3 separate regions of the Gossypium hirsutum genome follow, and regions 2 and 3 are each linked to region 1. A link is a contact called in public Hi-C data. All regions are on one chromosome and are shown on one strand. Each heading gives the region's core, a stretch centred on a gene start, on an enhancer-like site or on the middle of the called end of the contact. The rest is flanking DNA. Distances are from core to core; before and after follow the strand shown. Region 1 holds the start of LOC107916530 (alpha-L-fucosidase 2). Region 2 holds the start of LOC107955926 (protein unc-50 homolog). Region 3 holds the start of LOC107953372 (triacylglycerol lipase 1).

Region 1 (4,152 bases), core at 883-3,382:
ATAAAAAAAATTATATTTTAGGGGGCCGGGCGCCCACCAGCCCCCTTGGCTTCGCCACTGTCTGGAAGCAAACCAGGGTCACTTTCATTTACAGTTTCTTTAGATAGCACGTTACACCACCAATCACAGGCAAATGGGCAAAATCAGATTATAATGCAGGGAAGTTGTCCTGGTTAAAGAATCCAACCAAAAGTGAATTTAAATGAGAATCCGAAGGGAATTCAGTTTGCTGCACTTCTTGATTTACAAGTTAGTCAAGGAGGTGGTATACATAATATAGATGACAAGAAGTTGAAGGTTAGGATTGGGCTGATCTTTAGGCCCACCACTTGGATGACTATCAGAATCTTTTCTATCGTGCCCCTCTGCAGCTTTCAAAAAGTTCGAAGAGCAATTTAGGGGATGGCTCTTTGGAGATGAAGGAAGTTAAATCTTCTACAAAAGAAAATCACATTTTAGTAAAAGCAACAATGGTGCAGTTTCAACTGCTGAGCGGGTGAAATCTTTTCAAACAGATGAAGATCCTTCTTGCAGGGTATTTGCTTATTTCTTCTTCATGACCCGGAAGTCAGGTGTCAATCCTGTAGGGTATATTGAGCCAGCATGAGAGTATGTTTTCACCACCTCACTTAAACATAACTTCTTGCTTCTTTCCCTTATAGTACTTTCATTAAATTTGTTTTTTCTACTTGCTACAATTTCTTCCTATCTGTTGTAATGTCCTAGATCGTATGAGTGGTACAAATTTGCTTCATGTATTGGTATGAAAAGCGCTTGTTATCTAGCTTCCTACGTTGCGTTTGTATTAAGCACGTTTTCTTCAGAAATTTAATAACCATAGATTGATGGATTCTAGAACCACTAATTTATGTAAATTGTTACATTCTTATTATGAGAACCTTGATGGCTATTGCTGAAGTTAGAACCAGTGATCGAATAAAGATTTATATTGCTTTCAACTATAGGGTAATATATTTTAAGCAGTATGCTTACACTTTATGTAGTCTGAAATAGGGGAGGAGAGTCGAGGATGGTCAACAACATGGATAACTGCTTTGTGGGGGCTTCTTCATAATAATGAGAATGCTTATCGCATGAAAAGCAATGTGTATTAACTAAGCGGAAAGTTAAGTCAATTCACTCACGAACAATTACATACCTATTTACAAAGGTGTTAGTTAAAACGATGTCTTCCTCCATCAAATATATAAAGAATTTTCGTATTAGAATCATTATCACAATCATCAAGAATCATACAAACTCGTATTAGAATCATTATTGTATTGCTCTCAATTCAATTTGTGGACATGGAAAACCAAATGCAAGGTAGGAGATTATTCTCAAGGAGATTAATTCAAAGTGAAGTGGACCGATGTGTATTTTTTTTCCCTTTCATGTATGTTAGTGAGTTTTTTGAGTTTCAAGAAGGGCGTTTTTTTTTCATGGATGTTATTGATAGCTTGGGAAAAGTGTGGACGGTTTTGACAAAATTCCACACTCATGAAGTCATTGGAAATTATGTTTCAATTGATTGGCCTCAATTTTCGAATGAGAAAGGACTAAAACCAAATGATGAAATCACTCTTATCGCAAGATCTCTACAAGAAGGCGGCAATGGAGGGCCTCAGCACGAATTCAAAGTTCTGATTAAAAGGAAAATAAGATTGTTTGGGCAAGATATTTGGGGAGAGGTCATGGTGTAAATTGCCAAAAGCTTTTTACACCATTGTTGGGGTAACCATTAGAAAATAAGAATAGATACCAAAACTATGTCTTTCTATACCAAATATTTCCTCATTTTTGTTTCATTTTCTCATGCACTTATATTATGAACGTACCCTAGTTTGATATGAATAGTTTGTTAATAGTAAGAAAGTAAGATAAATAAATTACAACATTTTATCATTGAAAAAGAAAACATAGAGCGCAAAAAATGGTTAATGAAAAAGAAAATATATAATCTATAAGAGTAAGTAATGGTAATTTTCGAGAAAAAACTAAAAAAAAATCAATTTGTTGATTGCAAAATCGGCCCTCAAGAGATTGTTGAGCCTTGCTTTTTTCTCCACCTAATATTGTAATTGTTCTGATGATATCTCTGGTGGAACATTAATTCCTCCAATTATATGGGCTTGTTCATAAAATCCCATTTTCATATAGGTTTATTACTTGGATTGAATATTTGAACGGGGCTTGGGCTATATTGCTTTGTTATTTATTCGCCGTGATGATAACCTTAATACATATTGAATATCATCAGTCTTTAAAGATTAATTTGGAGTTTGCATAAGTAAATATTATGTCAACAAATTATTTGTGTTAATCAAAATTAATTTTCATTTTGTTGGGATTTAGGGTATGAACTAAAGTTAAATTGACGAAAGTCGTGTTTGTTCACTAGTTGAATGAAAAGTTAAGTCAATTTACTCAAAGACAATTACGTTCCTATTTATAAAGGTGATGTCTTCCTTTATCGAATATGTAAATGATTTTGTATTAGAATTATTACCATGGTCATCAAAGATCGTATTGGAGTGTTTGTATTATCCTTAATTCAATTTGTAATTATTTATTTTCATGAATTTTATTGATAAACGATTTTTGAGAAAATTCCAGTGTAAAGGAACTTTTGGAAATTATGTTTTAAAGCAGTGGCTACAATTAGTTGGTATATCGTACAATCTCTACTTCTGATTTTGCGGTAATGAGAGATGAAGAGTGGATTATGGTGCGGAGACCCACAGTGGCCGATCTCTGGAACCCATGCTCCTCGGATTCAACTTCAAGGCCACTGAAAGTCATCTTCAACGAACCCGCCAAGTACTGGACCGACGCCCTCCCCGTTGGGAATGGTCGTCTTGGTGCCATGATTTGGGGTGGCGTCGCTTCCGAACTTATCCAGCTCAACGGTGAACTAATGCTACATTTTCCTTTCGCTTTCTTGTCAAATCTTATCAAATTCTCTTTAATAACTTGTGTTACGTTTCTGAATGAGTGAATAATAAGACCATTAAAATGAATATACATTACATGTGGTGTCTACAAATTATCAATGAAACTAGTAGAAAATGACTATCGTTAAATAATTTTGTAGAGGACACACTTTGGACTGGGGTTCCTGGAGACTATACAAACCCCAATGCTCCATATGCTCTCTCAGAGATTAGAAAGCTTGTTGATAGTGGTGAATTTGCTGAAGCTACTGCAGCAGCAGCCAAGTTGGTTGGAAATCCTGCAGATGTATGTTACTTATTTTCCTTATTATTATTATTATAAAAAACTTGTGTGAAGGCGTTGTAAAATTATAGAATTTGCCAAACTATTTCTTTGATTTAGGAGTTAAATTCATGAATCACAGATCTCAGTTTAATTTGTTCTACTGGAAAATATTGAAATTGTTCTAAGAAGCTTATCTGGGTGATTTTTGCCTTTTAATGATGGAGGTTTATCAACTACTTGGTGATATCAAGCTGGAATTTGATGATTCTCATCTGAATTATGATAAAGAATCGTATCAAAGAGAGCTGGACTTGGATAATGCAACTGTGCAAATAAAATATACTGTGGATGGTGTAGAATTTTCCAGAGAGCATTTTGCCTCTAATCCCGACCAAGTAATGGTAACGAAGATTTCTGGGACCAAGCCTGGGTCTGTATCCTTTACTGTATATCTGGACAGCAAGTTAGATCACCATTGTAAAACGAACGGTGAAAGCCAGATTATAATGGAAGGACATTGCCCAGAAAAGCGAATCCCACCACAAGTGTATGCAGATGACAAGCCAAAGGGTATCCAGTTTTCTGCTGTTCTTGATTTAAAGATTAGCAAGGGGAATGGCATTGTCCATATTCTAGATGACAGCAAGTTAAGGGTTGAAGGTTCTGATTGGGCTATTTTGTTTCTGGTGGCATCATCTTCATTTGATGGGCCATTCACCAAGCCATCAGATTCTAAGAAGGATCCTACTTCAGATTCTCTCAATGTCCTGAAGTCGATTAGTAATCTGTCATATGTTGATCTTTATGCTCATCATTTGGATGACTACCAGAATCTGTTCCGCCGTGTCTCACTGCAGTTTTCAAAAAGTTCAAGATCTGTTGTGTGCCTCAAGAAAAATCGTAGAGTTCCAACAACGGCTGAGAGAATAAAAT
Region 2 (4,152 bases), core at 727-3,226, 180 kb before region 1:
CAGAATTGAAATCACATGTAGAGAACTATTGATATTAAGATCATGCACTATGCAAAAATTAGCAATTAAATAGCCAAAAAGGATGAACTCCAGGCATATCATGAGCAATCACAATTAACAGAGCAACATCTTCCCAAAAGAAACGAATTTAGACAGTAAGCCATGCTTGAGGGATGAAATGTGGGGCTCTTAAATCCTTAATATTTTAATTCTATGATTTGGCATTACATAACTTTTCCAGGCAGGTACATTGGTTACAATCACAAGATGTTACTGGAATTATAATTGCAATGTGGTATGAACAAATCAGTGTCACTTTCAACAGAGAATAATAAAACAGTTGCATAATCTAAATTAATGCAATAGAAACAATGTAAAAGGAGCTAGCTTCTTAGTTATTTCGACTAGAGTCAAGCAAGCATAGGCACAGAGAATATACCAAACTTACCTACTGCATCTTCTTTTCCTTGTTTGAGGGCAATGGAAGCTTACTTAAGACCGTTTCATCAAGTTTCCTGCACTGCTCTTGAAAGACTCTGTGCGCTACAGAAAGCTTCTCATCAATGTGAGGCTGGTACTTTTCATATACCAAAGGGACTGATAAAATAAGAATAACTCCTGTGGAACACATCCAAACAAATAAGCATAAATGAATAAAGTCAATGGAATCATCACAGTTATAAGACCGAACAGGGTCACATAACTTACCAATATAGACCAGAGTGAGGAAGTTGAAGAGGCTACCAATGAATGATACAAACCACAAGCTAAGGGCAACCTGATCAACAGACATTAAAAACTTTGCTAGTCAAGGGCATTTTAAGGTTTTATATCAATTAAATGATATTATATAAAGGAAAAGCTTAACCTTAAGAAAAACTTTCAAATTTCTGCCGATGGTAATGTCATGTGCAATTGACAATACACAATTAAGCCATATTTGTAACTCATCCGCGACAATCCCAATCGTTCTCTCAGAAATTTCCATATTAGGAATTGGCGGCAAAGGCCTGCATATGAAAGCAGAATCACTTCCATTTTCTTCTAAGAAATCATAATGCATTGTTCTCATAAAAAAAGAAGGAAACAACTGTCTTTTTTCTGGGTACGAGTATTTTCCATCAAAGCATGCAATAGGATAAGCAGTTAGTAAAGGAGAGATTAAAGAGTTTAGCAATGGAAAAACCTGTTGAGAAGTGAAGCAGATTTGGCCCACAAGAAGAGAATAACAATAAGGAGCAATAACACGTTGGCCACGAAAGTTAAGAAATTATAACCGGCTACTTCGAATAAGTACCACATCGTCGTTGCCGAGACTAGCATCACAGCTCCGCCACGCCATTTTCTCCACAATAGCACATCAGCAACTACCGGAAATACATGAACAAAATTAAACCCAGACCTCAAAAATAAAAAAATAAAACAATTAACAATCCCAAAATAAATCAGAATCATGTAAACCAGATGACATGTTGCTGAATAATATAATTAGACTACGGAATATTAGTTAGTATTCGGAAAATAAAAAATCCTCGAGAACACCCAATTATAGAAATGATCGTGGAAGCGAAACAGATCTATTGAGAAATGAAATGAAGAGGCTGCTGGGAATATATAGAAAGAGAAGGAAACCTGAGCCGCCACCAAGCGCTTTATGAACTGATGTACCAAGTGCAAGGCTGGAATCTCCCATGGGGCGGGCGATTGCTGAATTTCGTTTCTTCTGCAATTTGATATCAGGGAGAAAGGAGAAAAAAGGGAGAAGGAGAGGGAGAAACAAAAACGAAGGAAGGTCCTCATTAAAATGGGCTTTAAGCCTCTCCCTTAAGATGGGCTCATCGGGCCTGTTGTTTATTGAGTTATCTCTAGCCCGATTATGTAATGTAACTCTGGTCAAATCTTGGTTTTGGTTCTGTCAGGTCAGCCCAATTTTGCAGCCCATTTATGAGAAAGAGTTTAAATGAATCGGCATTTGAGGAAGGCAGGTGCCTAGTCAGAGTGACAGCGAGCCTGGGACGGAGAGAAAAACAGAGTCGTCGTCATTTTTACGCTTCCATCCGTAGACACAAACTAAGAGGTGTAAAAAGAAAACAAGGAAGAGATCCCTACAGATCTCGGATCAAACAGCCAAATCGAACTAACTCAAAGTCAGAGAAAAGGGAAGATGTTACCAACGGTGAGCAAAACGCGTTCCACGCCCTCCACATCTCGACCTAACTCCATGTTCCCCCAGTACCTACGTCGAATTGTCAAGGTCCATTCTCTTTCCCTCTCTCTGGATCTGATCTTCCATTTCATCTAATTTCTATCCCGGAGTTCGAATCTTGTTGCAATTAGGAATAAGACTTGTCGGTGTTGCTTCCTTTGTCCTTTTTTTTCCTCACTTCACGTTGCATCTTTGCTCAAGTTCTTGATTGAATGAAATTTACAGATTTTACATTCTAATTTTTATTCATTATTGTAATTAATTCCAGTCTTAGGACTTAGTGGCGGGTAATATCTGGCGTTAGAAAGTAGATTAAAAAGGTTGGGATGTTATAAAAGAGAAGTCATTAGTGTGAAATCCAATCTAGAAGTAAATTCTAATTTCAATGTGGGAGAAGTAGTGATGAGAGAGTTAGGTGGTTTTGGCGTAATCAGACTTTGGATCCTTATGTGATTCACGAATTTCATCCTGGAAATATGCCAAGTTAACAATAACCTGGACCATTTTAAATTGAATCCCTACCATTCAGGGGTAATCTTATAATAAAATTAGTAATTTGACTTTGATGTATGTCTTTGCTGATTTGAGCAATATTGCATTGTTTTGCTAAGTTTTGAATGGTTTAATCCTCCCAAGTAATTTTGTGTCTAATGTATTTTCTTACTTGTCTTTTTCTTATATGTTTGTTATTTATTTAACTTAGATTTGGATGTAGGCCTCTGTTATAGCTGCGTGTGGGAATTTTCTCTTTTTTATATTTGAAGTATTATGCTAAAATGTATCAGTCATAGATGTTGAATTGCAATTGAACAATATATGCAATTAACTTGTAGAATGAATTGTGCTATTACACATTTCCTCATCATCATCATTGCTGTATATGGCTGCTTCATCTCATAGTGCTCCTCTTTCCTTTGTTGGTTTGTGTAGTGGCAACAAATGGATATTGAATATACTTTCTGGCAAATGCTTCACCTATGTACTGCACCAAAGGTTGTGTAAGTATCGACCCCTTACCATCATTCTACTTGATTTCTATCATCCCATATTATCATCAACTAGTTACTGAGTGCTAAATCCATATAATTCCAGGAGTAGATGAAATGTACCTATGTTGCTGACACTCCATTTTCTGCTGACTGATTTTCAATTCTCATTGTCTCCATTAGATACATTTCCGGAGTCTTGAAATGAAATTTGAGCTAGTAATTCACTCTATCATAGAAGACTTTTGAGTGTTTACCATCTATTAGTTTTTGGTCCAGAAATTAGTATTATTGAATGTTGATTATGTTTTTGGTCTGGGTAGAGGTTACAGGATTTTGACAGAAGGCTGCCTGTTGTATCCGGTATGGGAAACTTGTTATTGCTTGTCTGTGCCTATTGAGGGTTGGTTTTTTTTTTTTTTTTGGGGGGGGGAGGGGCTTTTATTTGGGAATGACGGGTTATTTGCAGGAAGGAAAGTCTTTTGAGTGTTGAAATATGCTTTTCTAATTATTTTAGTTCTATTGTGCATATGAATTACTATGGCGGATGCAGCTATCAGCACACAAAATATCACAAACGTAAGTTCGTTTCTGTTTAATTTACTTTTCTTAAAAATATGTTTATGTTAGCTACTTAAGTTCTAGCTACAATGTTTTTAATCATGGCATGCTACTTTTGTTCCTAGATATAAGTGACTGCAAATTAGTTGTGTTTCAAGTGACTTGCACACTATCTAGCTGTTAGCGCCTATGCTATTGATAATTACCTCTCAATTGTGTAAATCATTTTCCACATTGTACTTTTTATGATAAGTGCCACCATCGTTTGGCCTATACGGTTGTATGTGCCACAATAAATTGCATTCTACATATTCAACTGGGTTGTACTCTATCAAGTGGTTTACTGAGTGTAATTAGGATATGCTTTCAGCCCTTAGGTGACTTTTCTGTGCCTTTTCA
Region 3 (4,152 bases), core at 764-3,263, 130 kb before region 1:
GCGTGTATGTAGTGCAACATTTCTGCAAGATCATACAAAGCTAATTCCTGCCAACTCCACTCCCAAAATTCCTGCAAGAAAAGCCAATAGTTTTCGAGTCTATGAGATACTACCAGTTAACGTTGACATGGATTTTATTAGGATATAGAAGCAACAGGAAACCCTTATATTGTTAAGCAGGGAAAAAGGAAAGAAAATAATGGAGAAGAGGGTGTTACAACTAGCATATTGCATACTAAGCTATGAAACTGGATTTTGTGGTACACTAAACAAAGATGCACAAACATTGAAAATAAGCCATGTGGGTGTCAACACATAAAACACACACAGCCAACTAAGTTGGACACACAAATTGCATAAAAAAAAAAAAAACTGATACTCATGCAACCAACATCTAAGGTAGTTAAAGTTCTCCACATTAAAAACAGCCTAACTAATCCATAAATATTGCAAGATGAACTCTAGCTAAGAGAAAGAGGCATTATGTATAGAGTTTGCCTACCTTGTCTGTATCTAACAAAGATATGTGTCCATGGCTCCAACGTGTTCCACGAACATTTCCAACCCATACATCAAAACCCTGGTCTGCAAGGATGAAGCCCAACGACTGTTCAGTGGAATCCAAAAACCATGCATCACCTGCCTGTTTAGTATATCAAAGTAGTATCAAATCAGTGACAAAATCCTACCAACGTAAAACAAAGACATGCATATACAAAATTACAGTCCTGGAGAATATAAACAGAGATAACATATAATCTTACAAACAGAAAGCACACAAACTCATTTGCTTTGTTATTTATTGCAACAACCACTAGATCTAGGATTTTGTTTTAGAAAAAAAATGGCATCTTTCAGCATGCATTTTCACTGGAAAAACAAAGGGGGAAAAAGGAAAAAGATAAAATTAATACAAGTAAATCAATAAATAGTAGCTGGTAGGATCAAGACACATTAGAAGACCTTACATGAATAAGATACATAATAACAGCTAAATAACTCTGTTATTTGAAAAAGTTGTTTCAGGTAAATGGGGAATTTACCATGAATAATCCATGCTGAAGCAGAACAGGATGACCTTGCTGAACTTTAAGATCCCCAGAACGAGATGAGACGCGTTGGAGAGCTAATAAATAGCCATCCTTAGTTTGAACCTGAAAGAAAATTAGTAATAAACCACAAAATTAAAAGGAAACTTCACTTTCAGTTACCAAACAAGAAAGCAACAAAATTTAACTAGAGAACCCTAAAGTACTGAAGTAAGCAGATTTCAGAAAACTTTCTACAAATCATTAAAAAAGAAACTTCAAAATTTATGATAAGGGGATGAAAGAAACAGTAGAAAAAAATCTACAAATTAAGGACACTATCGGTACAACGGAAATGAGGGAAAAGGAAAGGTAAACTCCGTCTCTGCAGTCCCTTCCAAAAACAAACAAAAAATGCATATTTTGCTTTGATTGCTTCTTTTATGGCTCAAAACATAATAGTCCTTTACTATTTTTCCCTCATTATCATTTTTTCCCGGTTTCTTAGCGGCCAAAAGAACCTTGACAAGAACAATAATAGAAAGGGAGGGAGAGAGAGTACAGTGTGTTCGGTGCAGAAATAACCATTGGGCTCGATAAGCTGGGCGCAGAGAGACTCGGCGGAGAGAGTTAGGCCAGGATCGGACGAATTTCCGGTAACATCGGCGTCGGAAAGAAACAAAGAGTGGAAGAAACAAAGAAATGGAAGAAGAAGAAACGCCGGAAACTTGTCCATCTCTCTGAATGGGGAGTAGTTGAATGATCGGGACTGGAGTGCCCCACACTCTGTTCACCTTATCATAGCTTTCATGAATTTTAACCATTAAATAAATATGAATGTTTTCTACTCCGTTCCAATTTTATTCTCTTTTAGCTTAATAGACTTCACAAAATTTAACTCAGACTCTCAGATCTTTCCGTAGCAGATCCATTTTTTATTCTCTTTTGTAAGTTTGTGGCCCGTGATCCTGTCGTCGGAACGATTAGCTCATGTCCTTTTCCAATAATTTACTTCACTTTTTAACCTTTTAACTTTTGTTTTCCTTTTTCATTAATAGTTACTGACAATTAGTATGTTTTTTTATTTTCATAATAACAAATTTAGTAATATTAATTTGATCTATATTTAAAAATTAATCTTAATTCTAAAAAGTTTAAAAAATACATAAAAATTCAATAATTTTAAAAAGGGGAAATTATTTAAAAATTCAATTTTTGATAAAAATTTATAATGCTTTTAAAATATTTGTGTATGATACGTTATACAAATATTTACCATATTGTATAGGAGTAGATGTTGACCACGAATTTTAAAACTACTTTATACTTAAGTGAGAATCAAACTCTGAACTATTGATTAAAATAAAAAAAACCTTACCATCTCACTTAAATCCCGAAATTACTTTTTTTTATTGTTGTTTCTAGTTTATCTACTTTTAAAACAAAAATAAATATTAAAACAAAATTTTGTTGGATCTCTAATCTTTAACTGATCTACACCCACAAAATTCTGGTGCTTTTCGTTGCAATCCCAAACCCCAAAAAAGTGGCAACCCATCTCACCAGCCCTAAATTACTTCCTATCATCCTCCCTTGCCCACCTTTCAAAACATAATTTACATACAAGAACAACATTTTGGGCTTAGCATTTGCCGCGTTGTGAAATGTTGTTTTCTGTCATACCTATACCACATTTAATTCAGATGTGAAGTGCAAGCGAAGAACCCATCAAAATCCCAGGTGATGTTTTCTCTGTCTTACCTATACCACATTCTAATCCAGAGGTACTACCAATTGCTGCTCTTGTGGCTGCAAGAATTGGGGGTTTTGTTGGTATTCTAAGGGTAATTAACTTTTCTATGGCAAAGAGGAAAGGTTGAACTGTTATATTACTAACTACTTTTCTCCACTCAACATGTAAAAGTACACTTATCCCTTTTTGTAACATTTTTATTTGTCTGTTCAAATTTTATCTGTTGTGATTGGTAGATACATATAACAGCATATTGTTATAAAGATATAATCGTTGTAAACTTACCATAGAATTTATATCGTGAATTTTCATCAAATAAAGAAAATAAGAATTATGTTAAAAAAAAGAAAGAAAGTATGATCAAATCGACAATTTTAAAAGACTCGTAACATGTGCATGAAATATAGCTTTTATGCATATTTGATTTTATATTCTTTCACCTGATTAATTATAATATTTATAAATCTAATAATTTAAATTAATCAATATGAGTTATCAAATTAAATTAATTAATTTATCATGAGCTACTAAATTCAAGTAATTAGTTTATAAGTTTATGGTGTTCTAAATTCATACTAGAATATTTAAGTAGAGAACTTAATAGTTTATTTAATTGATATATTTAATTCTAATCATTGAATATTATTTTTATTTAATAAAATATGATTAATAGATTTTCACGTGAAATTTAATCATTTTATCAAAATAATATTTTAATTAAGATCATTTTTATTTAATAAATGATGATTAATAGGCTTGCTTATATGAAATAGTTATAGTTTTACTTTAAAAAATTAGACAATATGTTGTTATAGAGAACTAATTTAATAAATAATGTAGTGAAAAGTTAGAGAGTTAAAATAAAATATAAAAAATTCGGTTCTACTAGAAACTTGATAGTTATAACGAATGTTGTTATAGCAAGTAGCTGACTATATCATGTGCAAGTACTGTACCAATGGACGTAAATTTTTTTATAGTAACTAATACGTATCGGTATCGGTCTACTTCAGTGCATCATTTCAGACTAACCGATATTTTTAAAAATATTTAATATATGTAAAAAAATACTTATAAATATAAAAAATATTTAATATGTGTATAAATAAATACTTATGAATTGTAACACCCTTCGCTCAACCCGGTTGTCGAGCCTAAACTATAGGATGCAACTACTGTTACTAGAACAATTACATACAATTCTTAGCATTAGTTCAATAAATCATCAATTTGTATCATACTTCCATGTATAACATGGTTTACAAACAAAACCAAGACTCAATCGAGCTTACAAAAGCTCCCAAGTTGACCCGAACATGAAGAAGGACCATATTGAAAGCTTTTCAAAATTTAACAATAGGTATTGATACC

Evidence for each region. Hi-C and Micro-C count contacts between places; a contact is called where the count stands out from the background.
Region 2: a Hi-C map of leaf shows a contact between it and region 1, with 2.0 times the contacts expected there. The contact joins the promoter of LOC107955926 here to the promoter of LOC107916530 in region 1. A contact is called at or near these places in 6 of 34 Hi-C or Micro-C datasets (hypocotyl, leaf, petal and 1 more).
Region 3: a Hi-C map of leaf shows a contact between it and region 1, with 2.0 times the contacts expected there. The contact joins the promoter of LOC107953372 here to the promoter of LOC107916530 in region 1. A contact is called at or near these places in 2 of 34 Hi-C or Micro-C datasets (hypocotyl and leaf).

What each region holds. Positions count from the first base shown.
Region 1 is chrD12:2,718,629-2,722,780 of Gossypium_hirsutum_v2.1, reverse strand. It overlaps LOC107916530 (alpha-L-fucosidase 2), which reads left to right and starts at 2,132. Exons shown (of 10, transcript XM_016845800.2): 1 at 2,132-2,909; 2 at 3,095-3,240; 3 at 3,444-4,152. The coding sequence starts at 2,705.
Region 2 is chrD12:2,895,435-2,899,586 of Gossypium_hirsutum_v2.1, reverse strand. It overlaps LOC107955926 (protein unc-50 homolog), which reads left to right and starts at 1,976. Exons shown (of 10, transcript XM_041108225.1): 1 at 1,976-2,254; 2 at 3,137-3,204; 3 at 3,746-3,771. The coding sequence starts at 2,165. It overlaps LOC107953374 (reticulon-like protein B11), which reads right to left and starts at 1,795. Exons shown (of 6, transcript XM_016888672.2): 1 at 1,633-1,795; 2 at 1,187-1,367; 3 at 869-1,010; 4 at 709-778; 5 at 449-618. The coding sequence starts at 1,693. The coding sequence ends at 449.
Region 3 is chrD12:2,850,952-2,855,103 of Gossypium_hirsutum_v2.1, reverse strand. It overlaps LOC107953372 (triacylglycerol lipase 1), which reads right to left and starts at 2,013. Exons shown (of 9, transcript XM_016888668.2): 1 at 1,591-2,013; 2 at 1,044-1,154; 3 at 503-643; 4 at 1-71. The coding sequence starts at 1,764.